2 separate regions of the Mus musculus genome follow, and region 1 is linked to region 2. Evidence: chromatin contacts called from public Hi-C data. All regions are on one chromosome and are shown on one strand. Each heading gives the region's core, a stretch centred on a gene start, on an enhancer-like site or on the middle of the called end of the contact. The rest is flanking DNA. Distances are from core to core; before and after follow the strand shown. Region 1 overlaps Myom1 (myomesin 1). Region 2 holds the start of Tgif1 (TGFB-induced factor homeobox 1).

Evidence for each region. Hi-C and Micro-C count contacts between places; a contact is called where the count stands out from the background.
Region 1: a contact with region 2 is called in a Hi-C map of adipose-derived mesenchymal stem cells, with 2.9 times the contacts expected there. The contact joins the enhancer-like site here to the promoter of Tgif1 in region 2. A contact is called at or near these places in 2 of 39 promoter capture datasets (the 3T3-L1 cell line and macrophages), 5 of 484 Hi-C or Micro-C datasets (adipose-derived mesenchymal stem cells, erythroblasts, muscle stem cells and 2 more), 1 of 115 datasets of contacts at active chromatin or transcription factors (bone marrow-derived macrophages) and 2 of 9 other capture datasets (adipose tissue and liver).

What each region holds. Positions count from the first base shown.
Region 1 is chr17:71,057,819-71,062,190 of GRCm38.p6, forward strand. Myom1 (myomesin 1) reads left to right here. Exons shown (of 37, transcript NM_001083934.1): 11 at 3,307-3,448. Among named protein-coding and RNA genes, the nearest start is that of Myom1, 40 kb to the left of the region's middle. Within about 2 kb of position 1,638, at least 39 of the 459 cell types and tissues checked have an H3K27ac peak or open chromatin away from gene starts, as enhancers often do. A contact at or near this core is called in adipose-derived mesenchymal stem cells and muscle stem cells, where this site is marked.
Region 2 is chr17:70,848,854-70,852,795 of GRCm38.p6, forward strand. Tgif1 (TGFB-induced factor homeobox 1) reads right to left here and starts at 2,357. Exons shown (of 3, transcript NM_009372.3): 1 at 2,019-2,357. The coding sequence starts at 2,034.

The DNA of each region.
Region 1 (4,372 bases), core at 388-2,887, 210 kb after region 2:
AATATGATTTACAACTCCCTTGTGGGGGCTGGAGAGAGCTCAGTGCCTGCCACACACACATTAAGCCCCCAGCCCCCGTGTAAAAGCCAGCTGCAATAGCACACTCTATAAACTCAGCACTGGAGGGTGTAGGGCTGGGCAGAGGCAGGGGGACCCCTGGAACTCTAGCTTCAGAGACAGGTGGACCCCAGCAGTTTAGCTGACTCTACAAACTCCTGGTTTAGTGAGAGACTGTCTCAAAGAGCAAGGCAACTGAGGAAGACATCACTCCTTGAACTCTGGTCGACATACATGCGTGCACATACACATGCCTATGCATATACACATGTACACACACACACATATAATACACATAATAAAAACAACTCTACCAGGGCAGGGGGACGCAGAAGCCGGTCCTCCTATACGAGGCTGTGATTATGAACTGGTTCAAAGTCTCTGAGGATGTTTTACAACTATGTATTTAAAGCACACAGTCCTACTTCTCCAGTTCCAGGACAAAATGGACAAAGATGAAGACAAATATGACATAAAACCAGAGTTGCTTACCAATGAGAGTACTAAATTAAAATGTCTTTATCTGTACATATATTTTAATAAAAAGGTATAAATATATATGAATAAATATAAGAAGTTCATGCTTCACATAAAGAACTACTATGCAGCAGTGAAAACGAATGATGTATATCTGTACTTCCTGAAATGTATCAAGAAAAAGAAGTTTGCATGAACACCATGACCCAAGTTATTTAAAAAATCATCATATTTAGGATTTATTTCTTATGTGGTTGCATATATCCATAACCCACATAAGAGTGGACACAAGAAAATGCAAGTAGATCAAATATGAGTTTGTGGCCAGCCTGGACTAGTAATAATCATTATCATTTTTGCTAGACGTGCTGGCACACAGCTACAATCCTAGCGCTCAGCAGGCCAAGGCAGGATGATCCCCAGTTCAAGGTCAGCCTGAGCCATAAATTCTAGCAAGACCCATCTCAAAATATTTTTTCATCTTTTAGTTTAGGCCAGTATGTCAGTAGCCATTATTTCTGAGTTACAGATTTAAAGGAGATTTTAACCTTCTTGATTATCATCTCTTTGATAATCATGAACTACCTCTATAATAAATATAAACAATAAGATAACATTTTGAAAAAAGTTATTATTATTATTATTAGCCTATGTCTGAGGCCATAATGAGTAACAGGCTAATCTTTGACCAGATTAATCAACCCATAGGAAGTTAGGCTATTTGGAAGTTGAGAGAGAGAGAGAGAAAGCTAGAAGCTTTGAAGAGGATAAATGCTGGCTAGTGGGCTCTGTGGCCCGGAGCTGGACAGGAGCTGCTGGAGCTGGACACTGAGAGCGCCCCTCAGAATACATTCCCACCATGCTAGACTCCCCACACTGTGTTGCCCATCTTGAGAACAGGAACAATACTTTTAACTATTGTTAAAAGTTTACCACTGCATTGCTACGATGAAGCACTGTGACCAAAAGCAACGCATAGTTTAGTTCGTCTTACAGCATACAAATCCATCCCTGAGGGAAGCTGAGTCAGAGCCCAAGGGAGTGGGGGGCTGATGCAGAGGCCACAGAGGAATGCTGGCTACTGGCCTGTTCCTTGTGGCTTGCTCAGCCTGCTTCCTTATAGAACCACCAGCCCAAGGATGACAGCACCCACATTGGCCTGGGCCCTCCCATCAATCCCCAAGGCTAAGAAAATGCACCACAGACTTGCCTATTGGCAAATCTTGCAGAGGCATTTTCTTAATTCAGAGTCCTTCTTCCCAAATGACTCCAGCTTGTATCAAGCAGACATAAAACTAGCCAGGACGGGCACCCAGAAGAGCGTTAAATGAACTTAGGAAAGCAACTCTGACAAACACCCATGCCCAAGGTTAGTAAAAGTGGAAGATAATACAGGAAACAGAAGACATGATTGTTTACGAAGTAATATCATCACCAGACAGTGGGGCCGCCATTCCCCAGACACAGCTAAACTGTGATTATTCTTGTGGTATTGTGAATTAAAAGCCACAAAAATGAAACCTTTGCTTTCCTGGAACAATGAGCGCTTGTCAGTTGGAGTTGAAGCATCAGCTGATGAAGAAGAGGCTAGTATCCTTGAGGCAGGCTTTTCTGGGACATGTTTCCTCAGGGTCAGCACATGGAAGGTGTGGTCCAGAGGTGGCCATATGCGGATGAATGCCTAAGTAACTTAATAGATCTTCAAGCTCACCCCCTGAATGGCATCTTGCACCCTTTGTTATAGAAATGCTGGTCTGTGGCTCTCTGGACACCTCCTGTCCCCTGCTTTCTATTACAACCCAGAATCGCCGGCTGCTCAGCTAACTAGACTCTGCTCTGTTAACACGGGAATTACTCCATCAGTATGTGGAGTCATAGGCCTTTAAGACAAGGACGTTTCTGTGTTGTTGCTAGCTGTTCCCCTAGAGAGAGACCTCCTCTGAGTGCCTCTTCTGGTACTTGGGCTTTATCAGCATCAGCATCAGCATCAGCATCAGCATCAGCATCAGCATCAGCATCAGCATCACCACTGCATTCTTGCTCTGCTCTTCCTTCTGTCTCTGCCCTGCTTGCAAAGCCTGGGAAGAGACGGGAGTGCCCAGGAAAGCACTCGTTTCCTGTTGCTTGGCATGCAGGAAACGTTCTACGTTCAGCCCTGGCCATGGTTTGTTGGTGTCCTTCTCATTTAGTGTGTCTGCAGGAGACATTTTCCCAGAGAACACGCCCTGATGGTTTATAGGTCATGAAACAGAATGTCCAAAACCCAGGTAACCTGAGCTCTTCACAAGTAACGCCAACCTATTAACATTAAACCCAGAGGTCTGCAAAGGTTTCTGCCATCATATCAAACACCTTTGTAACTCACAAGCGTTGCAGAGGTGTAGCTCGTAGGGAAAGATTGTTCAGTTGGGAGGAGTGTTTTCTCCTGGGTGAGTACCATTGCCAAACAATGTCTTAAGAATGGACTCTCTGGCATGAATCACCTAGCTGACATCTCCCTATTAATTTTGGGGGGTAAATTTTGAGAACCAAGAAGAAAAGGTTCATGGGTTCTTTTCAGAGCCCCCTTTATTCTCTCATCTAATGATCTTCCACCAGAAGTGGAAAGCATACCTTGTTATATTGCTGAACAAATGATAAGACTTGGAGCTTGCTCTGTGAAGCCGACTACGTAGCTACTGTGACGTGTGGGAAATGTGTGCGCCGTGACCACAGTCTGCCGAGCTGGCAGAGCCTGGCTGAGCAGCTTACGGGATCCCTCTGTCTCTACAGATGCTGATGCAGAGATCGAAGGAGCCCCAGCTGCACCCTTGGATGTGGTGTCTTTGGATGCTAACAAGGATTACATCATCATCTCTTGGAAGCAGCCAGCTGTGGATGGAGGGAGCCCTATCCTGGGATACTTTATCGATAAGTTAGTGCTTGGCCTAACCTCAGTCATAGTTCTGTAGGTGTCCAGATGTGCGCTTGATTTCCTCCTGTTATTTCTAAGTGAAATGCTGTCTCTGACTTTTTCCTCCTCTACCTCTCTTTCTCTCTGTGTGTGTATGTATGTATGTATGTGATGTGTGTATAATATATACAATGTATGCAATATATATGTATACTACACATAACTACATACGTATTAGTACCTACTTATTTACATTAATCCTTTTGATTTGACAATCAACTCAAGTCACTAACATGGCAAGAATATAGTTAAATTGTAAACCTATCAGCAGAGGCCACTGTAGAATTGAAGTAACTGATATTCAATATACTAAACAACTGCATTCCTGGTATGACAGTCATTTAAAAGTACTGACTTTAGGGGCACAAATTAATTCCTTATACTGTATGATGTGGTTTCAAGTTATCCATATAACATAAGAAATAGTAACAAAAATTCCCAGTGTTGGGCTACACTCTTACCCAAGAGTCTTTCTTGAGTATAGCCTTCAGAACTGATGGATCCCAAGAGTTGTCATTTTTGCACATTTACACATCTACTGTGTTTGAACAATACAAGCAATGAATTCAAACTATTGGCCCAAGTAGGTGATCCTCTACTTAGTTTTTCTTAGAGTGGTCGCTCCAGCTCTTTTTGCTTTGGGCTGTGCAAACAATTAGAGACAGCTCTATATCAATGCATCAAACCTCATAGTTGTAACAACAAGTAAAACAAACAAACAAACAAAACCAAAACCCAACTCTATTTACTGTGCTCAGTACCTGACAGAGGAATGTTTGTAGTCGGTTCTATTTTAGCCGTAGATGTAAAATAGAATGGAAGCTCACTTACTTCCGGTGAATGTGGAGGCTTACATAAACTCTTTTGTACTGTCAGTCTCTGCTT
Region 2 (3,942 bases), core at 1,107-3,606:
ACAGACAATAGGCGGGACAGGTTTAAGCAGTCCAGGCCCAAGGACAGGCAGGGAAGCTCACCCTCCCCTCCCAGGTAATTTCAGACAGTGGGAGGCAGGGCTGTGGAGGCTTGCAGCCGAGGGAGGGGCAAGAGGAGAGAGCAAGCAGCTTTTGTTCTTCAGCCCCAACTGAAGCCCGCCTGCTAACTGTACAAGTTAGCAACGGAGCTGGCCCCTGGTCCCTAAGGAAGTAAAGAAATGGGGCGGTGCGGTTCATATCCTCAAGGGTCTGCCCCCTTCCCAGACCCAGTGCCGAGGAAGCCTAAAAAAGGGAAAAGGAGCCAGGACAACCTTAGCAGTCTCAGCTCTCCCAATGAGAAACTCGAAATCGGTCTCAGCAAAGTTTCCTCTCCAACACGTCACCGTTCATCGTTTCCATGAGTCGGGGGGATTGACTTGGGGAACCCACGCTCTTTGGGCTGGGGACCTCGCATCTGGGGAAGGGGACACCCAAGAGGGTGGAGCCTGAATGGGAAGCTAGTCGTCAGCCTTCCTCCCCACCCACGGAAACCCAGTTTTGCATTCCCGCACCCCGGAGCCACACAAAACCAAACTACCCTCATTGAGGTGCTATTGGAGCGGAATGCCTCCCACGGGGGTCTAGATCTGTCAGCCACGTCAAGGGGTGACAGAGGTCTTGAGAAGATCCCTAAGTTTTCCCCAGAGCTCAGTTAAACTGTCCCCCAACTCAGAGCGCCCACACTCTGACTGTCCCAGGGTGGAAAGGAGCAAGGAGGCCTACTTAACCAAGTACCCGGGGTCTTCATGAGTTCCGTATGTTTCGGGGTCTCTCACAGAATAACATCCACCCAACTCTCTAAGGTAGGAAGCGCGGAGAAACCCCGTGAGGAAGCGTGTTTGGCGGCAGCTGCTATAACCGTGTTCCGTTGGAACTGCAGTCGCGGTCTAGGTCTGAAAGAATGTGGAGTAACAAACTCGAGGAAGCTCCCGGGCATGCGCACCAGCGCCCCCTTCCCCCCGCCCGCTTCTCCAAGCGATTAACTTCTGTTTTGAACCACTCCACATAAATCACAACAAAAAAAGCCAACTCCAGTCCACGACTGGAACACTCGAGGGACCTCCCAGTCAGGGACTCCAAAGTTAGCTTCAAAAGGGACTTCACAGTCTTTGACCTTTTGGGTTTTTTTTTTCCCCCCTTCCTCCCCAGTGTGTTTTGTTTTTAAACCAGACTGACGGCAAGTTTTAGTTGTAAAGCTTTGGTGGAAACAATGACAGCCTCGCTTTTTGCACTTACAACCAAGCCTGCTTGTCACACTTGGACAGTTTTCGACTGCATGGTACTTGTGTTCTAACAGCACACGCGGTCCTAAATTCATCGTGGGAAAACTTTCAGAAACTAGTAAAAATTTTAAAGTCCATCTTTCCAAAGCTATGCTCGCCCTAGGGCGATATGTGTGGGGGTCCCGGATCACATTCCTTTGATAGTGAAAAACACATCTCTTTAAAAAAAAAAAAAAAAAAAACATTGCCAGGATCCGGCGAGGAGTGAGAGAACACCCGGAACTACAAACTTTTAGACAAAAGGTAAGGCGACTGGAATTCGCCAAGGACCCCCCACAGGGAAAAGCGAGGTGCCAGGGTCTCCTAGAACATCAACCGCAAAGCCCTGCCCCAGAAACGGCACTAGAAACCACGCGGCGCCTGGGCCGAGCATGGGGTGTCAGGAAGACAATGAAACTTGGAGGCGTACAAACAAGGCGCTGAGCGTGGTTCTTGACAACGTGCCAACAGCGTGGCGCGGCTCAGCCTCCCCACAACAGCCCCTCGGGTTGTGTCTAGAAGGAAAAGAACACCAACTGCCATCAGAGACACAGCCTCAACAAAGAGAACAGCCACCAATCCAGCCGGGGAGCCACTGGTCCGAAAAGTCCCATCAAGTCAGTGTTCTCCCGATCCGGCGCGGCCCGCACATGTCCCGCACTGGTGCCCCGGGCGCTCACAGCCCGCCGCCACCTTACCCTTCTTGCTTTTCATTCTGGAACTCGAGTCCCAGTGAGAGGTGAAGCTGGGGTTTCTAGGAGCCAGCAGCCGTGGAGTGGCGGGAGGGTAGTCGATGATCCTCCTCCTATACTAGTGCTCCGGTAACTTACAAGAGAGTGTTCCAACCACTATTGCTAAACAAGGTGCTCCGGTCTCAGGCGCTGGCTTCTGGGTTGGAATTCAAGTGACACTTGGGCTTCCTCCAGTCGGGATCTTCTGGCAGCCAGCCGGGGGTTCTCCCTGGCCCAATTCCCTCCCTCCCTACTCAGCTCCTTTGTTTCCCGCTCCACTCGGCGCACCTCGGCGCTGTCAGAGTGAGAGAGCAGAGGGAAGGTACAGGAGGTCCTGCCTCCGCCCCCAACCGCCCGCCCCGTCCCCCGCCCGCCCCGCCGCGCTCCTCTGCCCCTCCCCCGCACCTTCCAGCTCCACAACCCTGGGCCTGGGGGCCGAGATCACCCGTCCCTCTACGCGCTGGCGGAACCCAGAAGCAGGGTCATGCCTGCCTGCCCGTGGCGAGAGCACCATCTCCATCCCTCAGCTCTCAGCGGCCACACTGGTTTCTCTTTTGGGGCCTTTCCTCCCCGGGCTAGCGAAGAGTGCATTTAGTTTGTAAAGGATGGAGAGAGGTTTAAGGACATCTCCTCTGTCCACCCCAGAGAAGAAAAGACACCCCCATCCTTGTTTTTGACAGCTGCCCCAAACTTCACTGTCTCTGCTCCAGCCGCCGGAGGCAGCAGCTTCTGATTCAAGGGGTGGGGCACCGAAGGAAAAGTATTCCAGACAAGAATCAACTTCTTCCAGAAGGCGCAGCTGCCATTGACACGCGGGCGCGGCACAGCGCACCCTCCTCCTCGTGGACTCTTCTGCCAACAGCGACAGTGGGGGTGGGGGGAGGCAGACATAGTCACCGTGGGCAAATGTCTATTCCCCCGGGCTAAAGCTCTGAGTTCCGGATTGGATTGCAAGGCAGTTTCGAAATCTAACACGTTGCGAATAGACACTTGTCATGCTCACATGCTCTTTAAACGTCTGGGCTAGGGGGACGGCCAGAGCGCGCGTGTGCCCCACTGCGACTCCCCCACCCCCACGCGCCTTTTTAAAAAGATGGGGGACTACGCCGGGACTGCTCATCTGTTTCAGTAAACAGTGTCTACTTTGTGTGCTAATATCCCACCAGAGGACACCCTTCAGTATTTCAAACAGAAACTAGCCATTAAATAAACACTCATTCCTATTGGTTTATTTTGCTTGAGAGGGGAGCTCCAAAGAGTTGAACGAAGAATCGAGAATCGTCCCCTCCCCAAATACAAGCCAGATGCTGTTATGGCTGACTTCGAGACGCGCACGCCCGCACTTCTGGGTCTAGTTTTCACCTATGCCCGGTTGTTTAAAAAAAAAAAAAAAAAAAAAAAAAAAAAAAGCAAAGAAAAGCAACTGTCACATGTCACAGAAGACTTTCCCCATAGAGGGGGGGAAAAACCCCAAACGTAAATAAGCTGAGCAGCGACGTCACCGCCGGTGTCTGTCTCCAGTTTCGGCTTTGTGGCTGTTCTGGTTTTGTGACCTCGGTGGAGATCCGGCAGGAGGAGACAGACCCGTAAAAACAAGGTTAAAGCCGAGCCACAGTAAGGCGGCCACAGGATGACCCGCTAGACTTTGGAACCTGTTTATGATTATGTTGGAAATTAAAGCAAGCCTCCGCCGCGCCCCCTCCGAGGAGCGCGTTAAAACCCCGAGTCAAAAAAGAAGCTTGGGTGGTTTTTCCAAAATGAACCAACTGGAGGAAGAGTCACAGTAAGCAGGCAGGAACCTTAAAATGACCCTCCCCCTTCCCTAAATCCTGTGGTTTGCAGAGTGCTCCCTAAGTGAGCACACGCGGGCATCAGCGCAGGAGGCGGTTGC